Linked DNA regions of Macaca mulatta: region 1 is linked to region 2. Evidence: chromatin contacts called from public Hi-C data. All regions are on one chromosome and are shown on one strand. Each heading gives the region's core, a stretch centred on a gene start, on an enhancer-like site or on the middle of the called end of the contact. The rest is flanking DNA. Distances are from core to core; before and after follow the strand shown.

Evidence for each region. Hi-C and Micro-C count contacts between places; a contact is called where the count stands out from the background.
Region 1: a Hi-C map of fetal cortex germinal zone shows a contact between it and region 2, with 3 times the contacts expected there. The contact joins the promoter of SKIL here to the promoter of ACTRT3 in region 2. A contact is called at or near these places in 2 of 14 Hi-C or Micro-C datasets (fetal cortex germinal zone and liver).

Annotation. Positions count from the first base shown.
Region 1 is chr2:82,071,161-82,074,846 of T2T-MMU8v2.0, forward strand. It overlaps SKIL (SKI like proto-oncogene), which reads left to right and starts at 1,545. Exons shown (of 7, transcript XM_077991676.1): 1 at 1,545-1,637; 2 at 3,578-3,686.
Region 2 is chr2:81,486,895-81,490,923 of T2T-MMU8v2.0, forward strand. ACTRT3 (actin related protein T3) reads right to left here and starts at 2,056. Exons shown (of 2, transcript XM_001093250.5): 1 at 1,442-2,056; 2 at 1-295. The coding sequence starts at 1,830. It overlaps TRNAV-AAC (transfer RNA valine (anticodon AAC)), which reads left to right and starts at 2,906; the gene lies at 2,906-2,978.

The sequences.
Region 1 (3,686 bases), core at 295-2,794, 580 kb after region 2:
CTAAGGAAGGGAACTTGGGTGGAGGTGCAGCGAGTGGTGGGGATTGGGAGGCTTGTGAGCCTTTCGGAGGCCTGTTGTGAGGAAATAATAATAAAAAAAATATACGAGCACAAGTATTTCCAGCCGGCCGACTCCAAATGTGGGCCCCCATAGGAATAACTCGAGGCAGTAAAACTAGAAGAAATTGGACGAAAATGGGGGAAAAAAAGGGACAAAGCTCGAGTCTCCTGAATTCTGTGCACTGCTACTCGGTGGACTATTTCAGTTCCCGATCTTGTGGTGGGGTGGAGAAAAGGGGATTTCTTGGTGTTTCGAAATGTGACGGAGCAGCTCTGCAGAGTTCAATATGCTAATCGGCTACCCTGGGAACCAGGAAGACCACCCTACACGCCTCAGAGGGTCACAGCCGGAAAGCTCTTGAGTCCTATATTCCCAACCTCGTCTCGTCACTCTCCAAAAAAAAAAAAGAAAAAGGCCTCAGTAAACACTGTAAAAACCTGTAATTTATAGCTCCCTTCTGGAACCGAGAGAGCAGCCTGGTGGGGTGGAGGCAGGAGGCTGGGGAGCAGGGATAGAAATGTTTGCTCTCGGTTTTGCCAGAACTTTGGCCACCCCTCCCGCCCGACCCGATGGCGGATGGAGGTCAGCCAGGGGAAGGCGTCTGGGTGGAGGCCGCTCGGGCGAGGCCGGGGCCGCCGGGGCGGGGCGGAGCGCCGGCAGCTGGCTGGGCGGCCCTTGGGCAGGAGGCCCCGAGGGGGCGAGGGGCAGCCCAGGAGGGAGGTCCCGCGGGGGCGGGGAGCAGAGCCGGCCCCCGGGGCCCTGCAGGGCGGCCGCCGCCCGGCTGCCTCCGGGGCGGGGCGGCCCAGCTGCGGCCCAGCAGGGGGAGGGTCGCCCGTGCCTGACCTCGGGCGGCGGCGCTCTGCCGGGCGAGCACTGCCTCCGCCCTGCCGGCTGCTGGGGTCGCGCACAGTGCACGGCGTGGCTGCCCTGCCCCCTCTTCCCCGCTGCGCGGCGTCCGAGCGGCCAGGGCGCCCCCGGGTCTGGCCCATCACCACAGAGCGGCGGGTGGGGCGGGGGCGGGGCGGTGGCCCCAGACAGCCGGCTGGGCGACTAAAGGAAGGAAGGAAGGAGGGAGGGCGGCGGTGAGGGTGGGGTGGGGAGGGAACATCCTGTCTGCGCCGGGTGCACCGCAGACAGCGCCGCGCGCCAGCCGCCCAGACGGCGCGCGGGGCCAGAAGCGCCGGGCGCGCGCCTGGGGGGAGGGGCACGCGCGCGAGACGACTGGGCCGGGGGGTGCCCTGAGGAGCTACAATAGGCCAGACGGCGCGCGCGTCCCCGAGGGGGTCGGGAGCCGCGAAGTGGCGGCGGCGGCGGCGGAGACGCCGGCGGTCCCGCGCGCGCGGCGCCGCCGCTGGCTTCGTTCCCTTCCCCTCCCCCTCCCCGCCGCCCTCGCTCTCCCCCGGGCGGCCGGAGACGGCGGCGGCGTCTGCGGGAAGCCGTGTGTCTCCGCAGTGACGTGGGCGGGCCGAGGACTCGGTGACGTCAGAGGGCTGTGTGTAGCGATGTGTGTGGGGTTCGGAGCGGCGCCGGCACAGCCGAAGGGAGCGGGCGAGCGGCGACGGCGGCGGCGGGCACAGGTGCGGCTCCGGCTCACGGCTGGGACGCGGCGGAGGCGGCGGGAGGCCAGAGGCGCTCACCCTCCTGGGAGCCCGACGGTGGCGACAGGGGCGGTGGGGAGTTCACAAAGCTCGTGGAGCTTCCCGGGCACCGAGGCCCGAGTAGGGGGTTTGGATGCGCGGGTCCCGGGGGGGGGGTCGGGGCCAGAGGGGGTCGCTAGGCGCGTGTCCCACAGCTGATCACGCTTCGTTGGCCCCAGGCGGTGGGCGCGGGCAGGGCAGGGCGCTGCACTTGACGGGAGCCGCGGGGACCCCGGAGACCCGGACGCCCGTCACCGCCCCCCTCCCCCACTCCAGCAGCGCTCCGCGGGGATGCCCTGGTCTCGACCCGGTCCGTCAGCCCCCGGCGGCGCGGGGATCCGCTCTCGGCGCCTGAACTGCCCCAATGCCCTCTTCGTTCTGGCCCGGGGCTGGCGGGGGGAGGTGCACCATTAGGGTCGCTGAGGTGACACCCGAGAACTTCCCAGGGAGTGGGCGCGCGGAGGGGGGGGGATTTCCACAGTCCTTCCCGCGGCCCCCGCGGGGGGGCGGTGTTGGGAGGGCACTTGGGGTTATCCCAGGCTCGCGGGTGGGGGTGGGGGGACTCCTCCCTTTACTTCCCTCCGCCCCCTTGCACACCCACCCCCAGGCTTCCCGTGTCCCTTGTTCTCCCCCTCTTCGGGTTAGAGATAGGTGGGTGGCTTTGAGTGGGCGGAGGACTTCAGGGTTTTAGGGGCTCCCGCATTCTAGGGCATGCCTCTTGCCCTCTTCCTTGGCCTGTGTTGACTGAGGTGTGTTCTCGTGGTGGACAAAAATCTGTACGATGGTTGGTGGCATTGGTCCTTAATCCTTTGGGTCTGTTTTAAGGTAAATTGCTGAGAGTTTGGGAAGTAAAAATTTCTATTTATTGGATTTATTTTGGGTTTTCTCTCAAGAAGGAAGTAGAAGAGTCTTTTCTTTTCCCCTCTTCCTCCATTTGCATTCTTTGTGAGGTTTGTCTGCCTTGTGCTTTTTGTCCCGGATTAGTCTTGTTCAAGGTTGGAGATTCCCAGGTGTGGAGTCTATAGCTTTTGGCTTCCATTAAGTAAAATCGCTAACCTTTTAAAGAGAGAGTTAATTTTTGTCTACAGTTATTTCAGAAAATTAGTGTACATGGACTAGCTGAATTAATTCACTTAAAATTGTAACTTGGTTACATATGGTAGATATGTTAACTCCTATCTGATTTTTTTGGATGAAACTGTTTTTTTTTTTTTTTTTTTAAATAGGAGATGAAGTAATGGATTTTTTTCCTCCCTTAAAATGGCATAACTGAGAAAGCCTCTGGTACTGATTGAGATGATCTGTTTAAGAGTCTTCATGTTCTGAACTCGAATGGCCTTTTGTGTTGTATTATTGCTAGCTTTCTCCAACTCCAAATTGCTTTCCTATTTAAATGAATGTTCTTCTAGTAAACTGGTGTTAGATTTAAAGAAATCACTCAAGCTTCACCTTTGGTAAAGTGAACTCAGTTTAAGATTGAGCAACTGGTTTCGGCCGGGTGCGGTGTCTCACACCTGTATTTCCCGCACTTTGGGAGACCCAGGTGGGAGGATCACCTGTGGTCTGGAGTTCCAGACCAGCCTGACCAATATGGTGAAACCCCGACTCAACTAAAAATACTAAAAAATTAGCTGGGCGTCGTGGCTTGCGCCTGTAGTCCCAGCTACTCGGGAGGCTGAGACAGGAAAATTGCTTGAACCCGGGAGGCGGAGGTTGCAGTAAGCCGAGATCACTGCACTCCAGCCTGGGTGACAGAGCGGGACTCCGTTAAAAAAAAAAAAAAAAAAAAAAAAAAAACCAACTGGTTTTAAACTGGCCCCGTTTGGCCTCTGAAGCAAATTCAAATGTAACTGTTCCCCCACCCCCTTCTCTTCTTCCAGATTAATTAAAAGAAGAATGAACTATAATCCTTGAAGATAACTGGGCAGTTTTTTAAGTCGGAGGCTTTTCTCACTGGTTTGAGGATTTACACACGTCTTCGGTTTTCCA
Region 2 (4,029 bases), core at 806-3,305:
AAAGATGGGCACACTCTGGGTAACCCCAGCACCTGAATCCAGCACAAGACCAGTAGTGAAGCCAGCAGCAAAGAGAGCCAGCACAGCCTGGATGGACATATAGAAGGCAGGAACACCCAGATGCTCAAAAAACACTTCCACGATCTGTTGCCGGTTGGCCAGTGGGTTCAGGGCTGGCTCAGTAATCAAGACTGGGCCATCACACGGCTTCAGCTTTAGGTTATAGTCATAGATATGCTTCCACATGATCTCCATGTCATCCCATGAAGTAATGAGACCACGCTCCACTGGGTAACTGTAGGGAGAGCACTAAGATCAATGACAGCTTTTTATTTTTCTAGTTCTATTGTCTTTGACCCTCAGTTAATTCCCCGTGTTTATTACCAATATCCCTTTATGGGCAATAACTGCCACAGCCTCTCACAGAAGGTAAATGTCAGCAAAAATTAGCACAGCTACTTACCTCTGCAATTTTTGTTGCTTTCTATTTTCTCTCTCCTTTGGAAGTTTGTGACTTTTAAAAAATTGGGAAATGTCCACATTATAGTATAGTTTAAGTGTCAATTGAAGAGAATAACCCAAGTGACAAAAGGAACCATGAGTTAATATTCTTTTTTGTTTGTTTGTTTGTTTTGGAGACGGAGTCTCACTCTGTCACCCAGGCTGGAGTGCAGTGGCGCCATCTCAGCTCACTGTAAGCTCCGCCTCCCAGGTTCACGCCATTCTCCTGCCTCAGCCTCCCGAGTAGCTGGGACTACAGGCACCCACCACCTCACCCGTTGTGTTTTCTTAGTAGAGACGGGGTTTCACCTGGTTAGCCAGGATGGTCTCGATCTCCTGACCTCGTGATCCGCCCATCTCGGCCTCCCAAAGTGCTGGGATTACAGGCTTGAGCCACCGCGCCCGGCCGAGTTAATATTCTTAAATGAATTCGTTGGATAACTTTATACGTTTGAATGCATTTGATAGCCACAGAGAGCAAAATGTTCAATTTTTTAGATGTGTGGTACCCATGGAGATTTGTGGCCCGCGCGTTTGTAGTAACTCCAGCTGGCTGGGGTTTTCCTGCTCCCTGCTTCCTTATCCTTTCTGTCCCCATTGCGCACCTCCTTTGGGGTTCTTCCCTGCCCCACCCCAACACCCCCAGTACCCCCGCCCCCAGCCAACCCAACCCCAGCCCCACCCCCAACCTCCCCAGCCCCGCCCCCCGCAACCTCCCCAGCCCCGCCCCCTCAACCTCCCCAGCCCCGCCCACCGCAACCTCCCCAGCCCCGTCCCCCAACCCCCCAGCCCCGCCCCCCACAACCTCCCCAGTCCCACCTCACACAACCTCCCCAGTCCCACCTCCCCAGCCTCCCCAGCCCCACCCCACACAACCTCCCCAGCCCCACTCCCCTACAACCTCCCCAGCCCCACCAGTCTTGCTGGGAGAAGGAGGTACCTGATGGACAGCGAGCTCCTCCAGTCCTGAGCTTGGTCACCCACGCAGAGTTCTAACCCGCCCGGCGCCGCGCGGCTCTGGCCCTTGGCGCGGCCGATGATGTTCGGGTAGATAAACTGGGGCTCCCTGCTCCCAGCCAGGCCCGCCTTGATCACTCCCGAGCCGTTGTCGATCACCACCGGAAGCTGGCAGTGGTTCATGCCGCCGCTGCCGCCGCCGCCTCCTGTCTCTGGGCCGCTCTGGCTGCGGGCTCTGCCGGGGCCGACTGCCTGAAACGCCGCGTCACAGAGGCCCCGGCACGGCCCAGTGAGGCTCGAGTCCTGGGGCGCAGGCGGGGGTTCGGGAGGCCCCCAGGCGCAAGGACTCGCTGGACGCACTGTGCTCCTCATGTCACCGCCCGCTATTGCTTCTCGCAGGAACTGGGCCACCCCAACCCCTGGAATCCCGGAATCCTAGTATCAGGAAAACCCGACTTTCCCATCAAAAGATTCAACTCTAACACTTAACAAGTGCATTTCTCAAATACCCAGAAGAGCTATAAAAGCAGTTTTATTTTCCAAAGCCACTGAATTCTGCTTAACTGGTGGCGGTTCCGGGGAGTTCTAGAATTCGCCCTTGAAACTGGGGAAAAATGAGACTTAAAAGGGGAAAGTTGTCGCAGGAAGGGAGGCAGTGTCTGCTTCTGAAACGTTAAACTTCTAAAATAAGGAGAAAAATGCTAGAATTTAAATGAGTTTTAAGTACGTTTGTTATTTTTTCTGTACACTGGGCAATGCTTTGTTGTGTTTCTTCCTGTGATTTCCAAGCAAAATATACGCAATTAAAATAGTAGTTCCTCGAATTATATTAATTCGAATTATATCCTTCTGGTGTAATCTGCAAGCCTCATTCCCTACTCTTGATTTTTAGACTGAAGGACGTGCCCGCCTTTTTGGAGGAAAAGTGAAGTTTCTCAGGTCATAGGAAATTCAAGTTTGGAAAAATTTAAAAGTACATTGCTTGTCAATAAACGCATCTTGGTGTCTGATTCTGCATACCCTGTAGAGAATTTTAAAATAAGCAGTCAATTTAGAACCTCTGCTTGGTCTTCATAAGCAAAAGGAGGAAATTCAAAAGTAATTTTACACGTCCTTCCACCAGCAGCTGAAAGGATGGCTTTTTCGCGGCTAAATAACGAAAGTTGCCTGCTTCGCCCCGGAGTCTGAGCAGCTGAACCTGCGGAAAGGATGTATAATAAAACCTTCTTTCCCAGGAGGCAAAAAAAAAAAAAGTGCACCCAAAGGAAGGGCAACTCGGGAGTGCCTGGTTTCTACCGCGGTACCCAGGCGCTTTGGAAGAAAGTGCATGCAGATTCAAGCTTTTGAAACGGTTTCGCTCCACCAATTGGGCATAGATTTTTCACTTGGAATTGCGAATTGACACATATATATATCAAGGACTCCACAACAAAAACCATGCAGCGGGGTTTCCGTAGTGTAGTGGTTATCACGTTCGCCTAACACGCGAAAGGTCCCCGGTTCGAAACCGGGCGGAAACAGCTCGACAGACGTTCTTTTCTTTGCTTGAAAGAAAGCGTGAGATCACTTTTTTTTTTTGAGGTCAGCGTGAGATTAATATATATCGGTCTTTCAAAAGACATGATCTTGATAGCAATTTGAGAGTTTGAACCGTAAGTTTTTATGTTACTTTATTCGTTCACCAAATGTTTTTATGGAAGCCTTGCCACGTGGAACACGTGCCCCGGGTTTTAAAAAATGAATTTGACTCACCAGCTAATACATAAAGAATACTGTACAGCCTAGAAGGAAAGATCAAAGTGTAAAAGTGGTTAGTCCTGTCGCCTCCTGAGCGTTTTTGTATTATGTCACTTGGTTTTTCGTCTGAAGTGTATGTAAATAATCGTATTAAAAATCTTCTACTCCAGACGCAGGAAAACCTTTTCCGGTATAAAGCCCACCTTCCTCTAATGTTGCGCATGCCCACTGTGCCCAGCTGCTCCGCTTTCGTGCATCCCAGACTTCTGTCACCAGGTAAGGGCATCTTGGAAGCTGAGCCACAGTTGGCTGGGGCACAAAAAAAACAGGGGGTGCCAAGAGTTTTCAGGTTCGTAAGCGGGAAAGGGGTGCCGAGTCTCAGCTAAAAAATCCCCCATGGCAGAGATCCGAGTATACATGCAGCAGTTTCCACCGGTGGGGGCCCCGAGAAAGGGGAGGATGATGGGAGAAGACAAGCAACTACAAGCCCCCGTATCCAGTGCGCAGCTGGCTTCAGGAGAGAGGCCCGCGGCGCAGTGCTGCCGGGCCTCGGCGCAGAGCCCCGGCAGAGCGCCAGACGCTGACTGCCGACACCAGAATGCTCGCGATGAGGAAGACAGGCGGAGCGCTGCGAGCTAGCGAGCCCTCAGCTCTCGTATCCATGACGCCTGCTGCTTCGAGGGACCCCTGGCATGCTGGGGAGTGGGTCTCTGTGGGCCATCCTGTCCCGTCCTGGCCAGCGCTGGATCCCCACCGCCCCAGAGCCTCCCGCACGGCCACGGGATGACAGAGCCGGACATGACGCCACCGTGGAAGGAAGGGAGAGGCGGAGCG